Linked DNA regions of Mus musculus: regions 1, 2 and 3 are each linked to region 4. A link is a contact called in public Hi-C data. All regions are on one chromosome and are shown on one strand. The core of a region is the stretch at or near the end of the contact, and the rest is flanking DNA. Distances in the headings are between cores, read along the strand shown. Region 1 overlaps Gm35884 (a long non-coding RNA gene). Region 2 has its middle 19 kb from the start of Gm11832. Region 3 holds the start of Gem (GTP binding protein (gene overexpressed in skeletal muscle)). Region 4 has its middle 90 kb from the start of Cdh17.

What was found. Hi-C and Micro-C count contacts between places; a contact is called where the count stands out from the background.
Region 1: a Hi-C map of uterus shows a contact between it and region 4. The contact joins two enhancer-like sites. A contact is called at or near these places in 1 of 15 datasets of contacts at CTCF or cohesin (the NIH/3T3 cell line), 1 of 484 Hi-C or Micro-C datasets (uterus) and 4 of 115 datasets of contacts at active chromatin or transcription factors (embryonic stem cells and large pre-B cells).
Region 2: a contact with region 4 is called in a Hi-C map of uterus, with 4 times the contacts expected there. The contact joins two enhancer-like sites. A contact is called at or near these places in 1 of 15 datasets of contacts at CTCF or cohesin (large pre-B cells), 5 of 484 Hi-C or Micro-C datasets (myocytes and uterus), 4 of 115 datasets of contacts at active chromatin or transcription factors (embryonic stem cells, fibro-adipogenic progenitors and trophoblast stem cells) and 1 of 9 other capture datasets (embryonic stem cells).
Region 3: a contact with region 4 is called in a Hi-C map of uterus, with 2.3 times the contacts expected there. The contact joins the promoter of Gem here to the enhancer-like site in region 4. A contact is called at or near these places in 9 of 39 promoter capture datasets (cranial neural crest, embryonic stem cells, frontonasal cranial neural crest and 5 more), 4 of 484 Hi-C or Micro-C datasets (muscle stem cells and uterus), 10 of 115 datasets of contacts at active chromatin or transcription factors (bone marrow-derived macrophages, effector CD8 T cells, embryonic forebrain and 6 more) and 4 of 9 other capture datasets (adipose tissue, liver, macrophages and 1 more).

The regions. Positions count from the first base shown.
Region 1 is chr4:11,671,065-11,673,764 of GRCm38.p6, reverse strand. It overlaps Gm35884 (a long non-coding RNA gene), which reads left to right. Exons shown (of 4, transcript XR_881129.1): 2 at 1,487-1,656. Among named protein-coding and RNA genes, the nearest start is that of Gm35884, 3.8 kb to the left of the region's middle. Within about 2 kb of position 1,299, at least 104 of the 459 cell types and tissues checked have an H3K27ac peak or open chromatin away from gene starts, as enhancers often do. A contact at or near this core is called in uterus, where this site is marked.
Region 2 is chr4:11,632,290-11,634,989 of GRCm38.p6, reverse strand. No RefSeq gene overlaps it. Among named protein-coding and RNA genes, the nearest start is that of Gm11832, 19 kb to the right of the region's middle. Within about 2 kb of position 1,364, at least 59 of the 459 cell types and tissues checked have an H3K27ac peak or open chromatin away from gene starts, as enhancers often do. A contact at or near this core is called in uterus, where this site is marked.
Region 3 is chr4:11,703,000-11,705,699 of GRCm38.p6, reverse strand. It overlaps Gem (GTP binding protein (gene overexpressed in skeletal muscle)), which reads right to left and starts at 1,253. Exons shown (of 5, transcript NM_010276.4): 1 at 1,134-1,253.
Region 4 is chr4:11,847,289-11,850,022 of GRCm38.p6, reverse strand. No RefSeq gene overlaps it. Among named protein-coding and RNA genes, the nearest start is that of Cdh17, 90 kb to the right of the region's middle. Within about 2 kb of position 1,317, at least 40 of the 459 cell types and tissues checked have an H3K27ac peak or open chromatin away from gene starts, as enhancers often do. A contact at or near this core is called in muscle stem cells and uterus, where this site is marked.

The DNA of each region.
Region 1 (2,700 bases), core at 50-2,549, 180 kb after region 4:
CCACCACATCTGCCTTTGCCATGCACTGGCTTAGTGATCCTGGGCAGGTGTGAAAAAATCGCTCTTCAGTTTTCCTATCTGTGAACCGTTGAGAGTAACAACACTTTAAATGGGTCTGCCTCATGCAGTTGTTAGGGGGAAAAAAGTGAAGAGCCTGGCACATAGTAAGACCTGTGTAAGTGGGCAGGACCATCAGTGATTACAGCAGCCCTTGTGCCCCGCTTTCCTATCTCTCAGGCCCCAGGAAAGACTCCCTAACCTTGATCTTGAGGCTGGTGGAATGGATGCTTGACATTGAGTCTATTACCTGGGAGTCCTGGAAGAGCCAGGCAGATCCACAAATATCTCACAGTGTGAGAGGTCTGGAAGCTGACGTTTCAGAGCCGTGTGGTGGTGTTAGCAATTCCCTGATGTCTTTCATTCTTCTCTCAGGGGTCCAGGGAACTCAAGCTTATTTCTGAGTCTATCTGTCATAGGCTATGAAACGGATCATGCAAAGCAGCAGATGAGAGGAACCCTGCTTCCTTTCCGCAAGTTTCCTGCTGTTTCAGCTGTATATACCTCCTCCCATTCTAGCTGAGTCTTGGGACAGAGGGAAGGGAGGGAGGGTTTCCACTCTGCAGGAAGGCTCCTGTCAATTTGTTTGCTATACCCGTTGCCCCTAGTTTATAGTACTTTGACTTTAAAAGAAAAGTTTTTCAGGCAACAGCTGGGCGAAGAGACTCGCACAGGAGTGGGCACGGAGCCAGCTCTCCTCAGCACTGGCTAAGTGTGAGGCTTGCTTTGCGAAAGAACCAGTCCTGTGACGAAAATCCCAGTTGGGCCGCAGCCTGCATAGGGCTGATGTGAGGCCTGGCCCCACGGGTGAACACAGCCTAGACAGCCTATTTGTTCTTGGCTGACTAGAGATGGCACAGTGCACATCTGGGATGAATCAACTGTTGGCCAGTTACTAAATAATAAAATGCCCAGGCAGAGTGTGAGTCGGTGCCCTGTTTACAGCAGGTTAGAGGCACATGCGCTGTGCTGCCCCAGAGCAAGACATAAAATTACAGGACTGTCGTTTCCTCTCCAGTGGTTCCTGAAATAGGCTTGCTAGGGGTTGCTTTTTTAAAGCAAGTAAGCAAGCATGCAAGCAAGCAAGCAAACCTGCAAACAGACAACCACAAAACAACTTGGAGCCAATGAATTCTTTTCAAACAAGTTTCTTCTGGAAGCCAGGGTTTTGTTTCCTTGCCAAGGGAGCAGGTTCTCTCTAAGTTGCAGAGGGTGCCTCCTGTGAGCTCTGGAGAGACATGAAGGAGGCAGGCTAGCAGCAGCTGGGCTGTGGCAGGCCAGCCAGGCTTCACCCTCCACAGCTCAGTTAGTCCCCCGAATTGCTCTTTTCAAACAGCTGTCTGCCTGCATGCAGGGGCCTCAATTCTCGAGAAGGGTGGTGTCTCTATTGTCCTAGGCTGCATAACCTTTCTGCTAATGTCCTTTGCAGTGTATTAGGTGTAATATCACATGCCGAGAGAGACCCTTCCAGGACAGAACAATCGAGCTGGGGGAGACCGAAGCGTACTTCTATACACAGTGAAATGGCCAGACTTAGGAAAAGAACATCCCCAGATGGAACACACAACACAGTGGATGACCTGCCTCCTCCTGTGCTAGGTGAGAAACAGGAAGGAGACTGAGGAAGGGGTCAGGGCTTCCACAAGAGGTGGCCCACGCTGGGCTTTCAAAACTCTGTGATTAGACAATGAGATCCTGCCCACAGTAGTGACAGTGACTGTGTACAGGGCAATCTGCTAAGCTGTATGCATGTATTAATTCTGTCTACCAGTGATTTCTGGTGGATGCTAGGATATTTTTTAGATGAGAGAAGAGCAGATCAGAGAGGGTAAGAAATACATTCAAAGTCACACAGCTGGTATGAGTAGTAGTCTATCTAAATTTGAACACAAGAGTCCATTTTTAAAGTATCAGATTCTCTCTTCTAGTGGTTGGGGAATGCTGCCTCAGCTGCTCCAGGTTCTGCTTGTCTTATCAGGAGACCCTGACTGCACTTTTCTTGGCACTGTTTTGTTTGTGTGCTTGTTTGTTTTGTGTCTTAGTTTAACATCCAGCCTGTTCTCTAACTCTCTATGTAGCTTGGGTTGGCTTTCAACTTGTGATCAACTTGCCTCAGTCTCTTGAAAGCTAGAGTTAGAGATGAACATCACCATGGGGCCAATTTCTGCTGTTTTTGAGATGTTTCTGTGATGAGTAGTCTTGAAAGTTAGCAGTGATGTTGCTTTCTGGAACAGAGGGCAGGCATGCTCACTGCTCATTGCAGAAGACTCCAGTTCTGTAAACACTGGCTTCCCCTTCTGTCAGACAATTCCTCTGCACGAGCAGGCATCAGCTGCCCCTTCATAGCAGACCCTCCCCAAGAGAGACGGTGCTCACGGGGCTGCCTTCTGTGCTGCAGTAGTGAATGTCTTTGTTTCTGACCCTAGAGTTTCATGCCTCCTGCTCATGCCTCTTTGAACTGTGTTAAGACAAGCCATCTGTCTAAGTCACTTTCCTATTACTGTGATAAAACACCTTGACCAAGGCAACTTATGGGGTGAAGGATTTATTTGGTTTCTGGCTCCAGATGGGTAGAGTCCACGGTGGCAGAGCAAAGGCAGCAGGCATGGTGACAAGAATAGCAAGCCGGGAGCTCACATCTTG
Region 2 (2,700 bases), core at 115-2,614, 220 kb after region 4:
CAGGCATATATGCAAGCAAAATACCCACATACATAAAATACAATTTTTAATTAAAAATGAATAAAAATTCTAGCATGCATCAGAAAGGGACCTAGAGACTCCACCCCATCAGAGAAGTAATCGGTAGCTACAGGGAAAGAGAGTCCCTCTTCTTTGGGGACGAGGCCACTAGGAGGTGCTGATGCTGCAGTGGAAGACTGCATACCTATCTGTACATGGGCAGCATGAGCTGAGTGCTGGGGGATATTAATTTTACAAAATTGAAAAAAAAAAGAGAGGACATGAAGATGGGAGGAAGATGAGGAGCACTAGAGATAGCTGAAGGGACACAGTGGTGAATCATAGAACAGGAAAACCTACTGCCACCAGGTGTCTTTTGACATCCAGACACATGCCATGGCATGCATGTGAGCACACACACACACACTCTTCAGCACACTCACACACACACACACACACACACACACACACACACACACTCTTCAGCATGAATGGGGGTGATAAGTTCATTGCTCTATTCTTCAGGATGGTAATACTTTCTGAAGGAGGGACAGGATACACTCCCACATTTGTTATATCTTATTTCTGAATAAATAAAAGACGTGAAGCAAGTACTATATGATGCTCTGTTTTAGAACATGGTAGGTGTGCAGCTTAGAGAGGAGATTCTAGTGGCCTTTGATCTGGCCTTAGAAAGTAATTGGCCTTACAACAGAACAACAGGAGAACAGTGTAAATGCATTAACATTTAACATGAGAAGCCCTTCACGTGAGGATGTGAAGACTCACCAGCACAGTCAAGAGATGAGCACGGTTGTGCCGAGTGGAACAAGTAATAAACACCACAAGACAGAGGGGCTGGGCAGTGGGTGTCATAAGTAGAAACAGAGGTGAGTTAGTGAGGTCTGTTTGCACATGTTACATGTCTTCACGTTCTGTCCTTGCTGACAAGAGTGATGTGTTCTGTCCCAGGCAAAGTGTCCCACACCTGTAATCCCAGCCCTTGTGAGGATGAAGTCAGTCTACTGTACAGACCAAGTTCCAGGTGACCCAGGTCTACTACACCACCCTGTCCACTCCTCCTCCCACAGAGGACAACACTCTTCCTTCTGCCATCAGGAGGAAGTCTTTCACAAGGGAGTTTTAACAACACTTTTAAGATCCAGAGCAAAGGTTAAAGTGACGTCGTCACACCTGTTTCTCATGTGCCTTTAACTCAGAATGGCCAGTGTGCCATTGTGACATATAGGGAAACAGACGGCAGTCTAATGATGATGTTGTTGATAAAGGAGGATGTGTGAACAAATACATACAGCCAAGAAGTGTAGGCAGGAGCAACAGAGGGTTGCTAGGCAACAGAGGGTTGCTAGTCGCCATCACTAATGGTGCATGCTTTACAGAGCCTTGATAGAAGAATGAGCAGGCCTGCTTTTGTCAGCTGCAATTTGAACACAATTTACTCCTATTTATAGATATTCCCCAGCTTAGGAGTCCTTAAAGTTCTCCACACAGGCACCAGTTGATGAGCTCTGCCTCTGTGGGGCTCCAATAAAAAGATCTTTATGGTCAGTGGCCATGGGGTGGCTGACAACCGGGCAGCTTGAGTCAGCGCCCTAGGAGGAGCATGTGACCACAGTGCTGCAGAAAGGAGAGTGTTGGATCCTTGGCTTAGGGATTGCTTCCAAGGGAGACCTGGAAAGCCTTTCTGAGAGGTCGTGGGCCAGAGCCAATCAGATCTTCAGAACACTCAACAACACTCAGGGGAGATAAATATAGTTTTGAGCCCTGCAGAGGACCCCACCCTTATCTAAATTTGAATTTCAAATTGTTTGGCAAAAGCTAGCCAGGACTTGCTTGTGTTCCTAGGTTTCTATGGATATTATCTGTGTTACACAGGACACCCTAAATATCAGCTAGAATTTCACTTTTTATTCACTGGAGGTAAAATATAACATCACCTAACTTGTACAGCAAATCTGAGAACACAAAATTACCTCATCAGCACTTAAAGCAGAGAGGTTTTGAGTTGTGAGTGGTATCTTTTGGGTATGTCCAGTTAACAGGCCTATTCACCAAAGGAAATAAATCGACAAATCAGACTCCATGAAAAGGTCTAAAATTTGTGTGTAGAAAGGCAATTTCACCAGAGTAAAAGGGCAATCCACAGAATGGAAGGAAACTTGGAAATCGTATAATCTGATGAGAGTTTAGTGTCAAGAATGTATAGCGAACTAAAGCTCAACAAAAATACACACTAAGGAAGGCCATGTCAAGCTGTGGACATGGGCCTCCATTCCACAGCAAAAGGCTCAAGTCAAGACTAAGGCCAATGTAAAGAGATACCAACTGAAATGTATAGGACAGACATACGTGCAGGAAAAACAGTGCATATCTGCAACACACTACAGCAAAATGTTTTTTGTGGGTTTTTTTTTTTTTTTTTTTTTTTTGGTTGGTTGGTTGGTTGGTTGGTTGGTTGGTTGGTTGGTTGGGACTTTTTTAGTTTTTCCCCCCAATGGTATGTTTCTCCTTTTTTGTTGTTTTTATTTTTATTTTTTGTTTTCTTTGGGGGGATGCAAGGGCAGAAGGCAGAAGGAATAGGGGGAAATGAGTATAATTGGGGCACATGATGTAAAATTCACAATTAATCAATAAAAAATAAGCAAAAAGCTTTTTGCCAAACAGTTTAAAAGAATTAAA
Region 3 (2,700 bases), core at 4-2,503, 140 kb after region 4:
ATCAGGCTGTCGTTTGTAGTAGCAGTAACACCATCCATCCATTGCCCATAAGCTCCCTCTGTCCTTAAAGGAGCTTTGGAAATCCCACCGGGAGTTGGCACAGAGGCAGCTGGAAGGAACCCATTGCCTCCAGAAATGACATTACCATCAGCAACAAGTTAGAGCTGCTGGGCACCAGCTGGCCAGGTTAACTGTTCTTGTCTAAACATGGCTCTTAATTGCCCCCGCATCCTGCAGTCTTGAGCCTCAGTGGGAAACACGCGGCAATGACATCACTCCCCTGGCTGGACTGGACAGGCACTTTGGGGGAACTTCCATGTTTAGTAAGGTTGCCCTGATGTCCTCCAGCTGCCTGACTGAAGAGGCCGTTATTTGGGGAGTGGGACAGTTTCTGTTTGAGTGCTATGCCTCAGCTCTACCCTCTTATCTACAGAAACTGTTTAGCGTAGCAGCCCTGAGGCTGGTTCTTCTGAGAGGGGAAGGACCTGCTCACATTCAGACACATCACACTTGTACAAAAAGGGCTTCATTCTTAAGGAACGTCGTCCACTCCATGATTTTTTTACTGTATATAATTATTTATTTTAAAAATTGCACCTTTCTGACGTAAATTAGAAGATCAGAGACTCAGTGAAAAGCCACTCAACAACTTCCTACAACTTTTTCCTTGCAAGACTGCCTTGCCTGACAGGCAGTCTGTTCTGCCAAGACTGCCCGAGATAACCGCTCTATGGTTTTTAACTCAGCAAGCTCCCCGCGTGAGCGCAAGGATCACGCTCAGCTCACACACCCTACTCCATACATCACACCTATGCCACGATCCAGAACCAGCCGGTTTCTTTTTAAGTCTTAAAAACAGTCCCTGGGTTGACAGACTTGCGACAGCAGACCTTGAAGTCTGCCGCCTGGCCACCTAATCTGTAAGGTGACACTCCTCCGAAATTGAATTTAGAAACCCCCATCAGAAGCGCATCCTTTGCGCCTGAACTTCTTTCTCCCACGGCAGAACCCCCGGTACAGACCTAGGGAGTCTAGGGACTGGCTGCCTTCCTAACTTAAAAAGTTCGGAGACCAGGAACGCCCCTTCCCACAGAGGCTCCCACTGGGACTGCCCCTCAGCCATGGCCCCTTACTTGGCTGCACTGGGCGCTGGGTGGGCGTCTGCCGTCGATCCGCCTGCTGCAACGCCTGACGTCTGCGATGCGGGCTCCGCAGTCCGAGGCTGTGTGATGTCCGCTGGCAGTGCCGCCTCCTGAAGCCTCCGCTGCCCGCCGCCGTTTATAGCGCGCCCGGCAGCCCCGCGACGGGGCTTTTCCGTGACGTCAGCGCTCCCGCCGGGAGGGGGCGGCTCTGCAGCAAACTGAGTTGCAGCCACTTGGCTAAATCAGTTACTCGTAGTCATGTGACTCCCCTATCCCCTTGAGGGGAGTGAGGGAGAAAAAAAATGACAGTTCAATCGTTGATTTTGTTTTATTTTCTTTTTATCAGGTGGACACTGGAAAAATACACTTAGTGCTACTTAATCGCCCTTCCCAGCAGAGCACTTGTAAGCTGTCTGAATAAAGGATGAGGAAAGAAACAGGCCCAAGCCGCGAGTCCAGCTTTGCCAAGAAAACAGATCCGTCTGAGTGAGCGGGACTCCGGCCTCCAGGATGAGGCTACAGCCACCCTGAGTGGACAGACCACCTTCAGAGCATGCTCTGAGAAGCAACCAGGCCCTTCCTGCTTCCTGACTTCTTATCTCTGACTTGGGACATACTGCTTTGTTTCCTTCTTCTGGAAGAGATCCAAAAGAGAAGAGTCGGAGGAAAGAGTAGGGGATCTTGAAAAGGGGCAGGTTGGCTCCAAGCAGCTTGTGCTAAACACTGCCATCCCCCTGTTTTGGCCACAATGCTGAATCTCCTCCATCAGAAATTTAATCACACCCCAATCAGCGCATCTCAGAACCGAGCTGCTCAGCATGGCTGGAACTTTGGCCTAGAGCCAGGACTTCCCAGCCATGGGGAGATACAAGGAGGCTCAATCCCCTGAGAGAGCCCTACTGCTTCTATCATTTGCTAAGATTTGCAAAGACCTGTGGTTCTGGTGGGCCTGGAGAACCTTGCCCTTACTACAGTTGTGGATTGAGAACAAGAGGCCCTGCAATGAAACCTGCCTTAAGTACATTTTAAACTGCACTGCTAAGTGACCTCTTCCCCAGGACATGGGTATTTCCCGGGGACGTGGGCATTTCCCACATGCTGTGTTTAGAGTCCATGCTAGCCTTTCCAACACATCCATCTGCTTCTCCAGCCAGCTTCTGCTGTGGGTTGGCTGGCGGCCCCTCGGGAAGCAGCCAGCACCAGTGTCTATTGGAGTGGCTGGGCTGCTCTGTGGTTACAACGGTGTCACGAAGGCATCTATGCGATTTGGGAATTATCCAAGTGACCAGCTGCACCTCAGGTCTGTCAGGGACCAAGCTGGCAAAGGTAGAATCCACCAAATAAGAAAGATGGAGAGTGCCTTAGTCTCAAAGGCAGAGCCCCAAATTTATTTATGCACAAGGAAGATAAGAGCCAGAGCCAGAATAGACTATAGTTTGGCCACTCAGGAAGACTTTAGGTGGCCAAACTAAAGTCTATTCTGGGTACCATAAAGCTCTGGATACGGCTCTTCACCAGCCACGTTTTTCCTCAATGTTAACACGGTGGGAAGGGACAC
Region 4 (2,734 bases), core at 68-2,567:
CTAGTACTAACTAGTTGAAAGAAACTCATTGCTTAGAGCCTGTGGTGCTTTGAATGAGAATTAGCCGTACAGGCTCATATAGTTGAATTCTCAGTCTCCAGTTAGTAGAACTGTTTTGGAAGGACAAAGAGGTGTGGCCTTGTTGGAAGACTGTGTCACTAGAGGCAGGCTTTAAGGTTTCAAAGGCCATTCCCAATTCATTCTCTCTCTCTCTCTCTCTCTCTCTCTCTCTCTCTCCCTCTCTCTCTCTCTCTCTCTCTCTCTCTCTCTCTCTCTCTCTCTCTCAGATGTAAGCTCTTAGCTACTTCTCCAGCACCATACCTACCTGGCTGCTGCCATATGCCACACCATGACATTCACAGACTCTAACTTCCTAAACTGTAAGCAAGCCCAACTAAAGCTTTTTTTTTTCTTTTTTTAATAAGTACTGTAGTCATGGTGGGATTTCACCCACAACAACAGAAAAGTGTCTAAGACATAGCCATCTTGTATCTGCTTATAACACATTTATATGTACAGACCTATCAGAATCGTCAAGAAAATTTGAAATATATGTAATTTTGCTGAGAAATAAAACCAATCAATTACAGTAAAATCTAAGGAATAAGACTCATGGCCAGCCAGGTAGATTTGAGAAACACACAAGTACTTATTGACAGGGAAGTACTTTCAGGAGCTGCAGAGAATGCAATAGTGCCTGCTTGCTGCTGCAAAGGAAATACATGATTCATGTCACACAGAAAAGGAAGATTAAGAGCTTTAGAATGTTTATTGCTCATCGAGTGGTAGTCCTGGGCTGTCCTGATGAGCGCTCCATGCGCTAAGATAATATCCCTCTCCAATCTTGGGATCTCAGCTAGCAGAGGATTGCCGGGGGCGGGGCGAGGGGGGATGGGGGGGGATGGGAGGAGACAGCTGAAGTCCAGGAGGATCAGCAAGGCTGAATTCATGGATTTGTTTTGCAGGGCTGGGGATTAACTCCAGGGCCTTGCACGTGGTAGGCAGGCACTCTACTACTGTGATGCATCCTCTGTCCTTGTCCTTGGGCATTCATTATTTAAGAGCAGTAAAACTGGATTTTGATTAGTAAAGCACTGGTGGGGGGTGCGGGGGGGGGGGAGGAGGAATGAGCAGAACTCCAGTTCCAGTGGCAGAGGAGGACTGGCGAGATTTAAAGTGACCCATGAAGCCGAGAGCAGCAAAAGCCAGAAAAGTGAAAATTTACATAAAGCGTGACTGAGGCGGATCAGTGCCATCCCAGCTAAGGGCGGAGTGGGGAGAGGGCTTTCAGATTCATAACTCAGACCCTGGGAAGCAGGACCGCTGCCCCTCCAGCAATCACGTGGCCTTGCGTGTGTCGGAATACATCTCAAAGCTTTAAATGGGTTAGGTTGTTTTGGGTTTCTTTGGCTGCTGTTCTAAGCAGGCAAGGACAGGAAGAAGGGAGGAGCCTTTCTTCAGAAGTGATAGGAACACCTGCAAACTATTGGGCAACCTTGAGTTTGTCCAGACCAAAACTCAAGGGTGGTGGGAGGAGCAGCTGTGTGGGAGTCAGCTCAAGTCTTTCAGTGTGGAGCCTGCCAAGGAAGCAGGTGTTGTAGACTGAGCTTTGACCTTCTCAAGCCGGTCTACGCGTGAGCTTGCACACACAGTGTCTTGATACACATGGAAAGGCATAAGGCCCCCTTCTGGGAATGTCCATGGGAAAGAGCCAAATCCCTGCCTCCTCCCTCCTTGTTTACTCTCATCTCATTGGTCAAAGAAGGTCAGACGGTCACCCCCTTCTTCGAAGTAGGAGAGAAACAGTCCGTGTGTGTGTGTGTGTGTGTGTGTGTGTGTGTGTGTGTGTGTGTGTGTGTGAGTGATGGGAGGAGCCTGTGCTAGAGTGGGGCCCACACTGAAGTTCTTGTACCAAAAGGTTTGCAGAGGGTGAGAGGAACCGCAGGCGTCCTTCTCCGAAGCCTTTTATCTCCGAGGGGTTGGGGGAGTGATCATATGACAAGCCCTAGTGCCTCTGGTCACCTACAGAGTTCACTCAGGTACAAAGTGTCTTTCTGGAATAAGTATGTGCTTGTGTAGCCTTTGTTCTTCCTAACTTATCACTAAGACTGAATCTAAGAATAGGGATGTAGGAGTGAACAGCCTGGGCCAGGCACTGTGCATGGCTGACCATTTGCAACTTGAACTTGCCATAAGGTAGCTGAAGTGAGGCCTTGGACCTTGAGTGTACAGCCTTGACCAGCTTTATTATTGTAAGGGTCCAAAAATCACTAAAGGAAGACCCCAGACTCAGATAGTATGCAAAGACAAAGAGTGTTTATTCTGCAGAAACAACCAGCATGCGGGGGTCAATGATTCCAAATTGGCAATCCCAGACAAAGGCTCACGGGCCTTCTTATAGGGAACTCTCTAGAAGGACTAGGTAACCTATAAATTCATTAATGGGTACTAGGGGGTCACAGATGGTCAGTGGTCTGCATTCCTATGTCATGAACTTTTAACCATAGGGTGAAATAGAGCTGCCCAACACAGCTGGCCCATTCTGAGATAAGATATTTCCCCAGCTTTTGGTTATCCCCAGGCTTTTCTTTGGGAGGGGATTTTATGACCTTGTTTCTGGATGTTATGGTCTGATCCTGGAGCTGGTGCCTTATAGCCTTATTTTCTAAATCAAGCCTGGTCCTTAAATGGAGACAAATAGAGTTTATGTTGTCTTTTCAATACCTGAGTTATC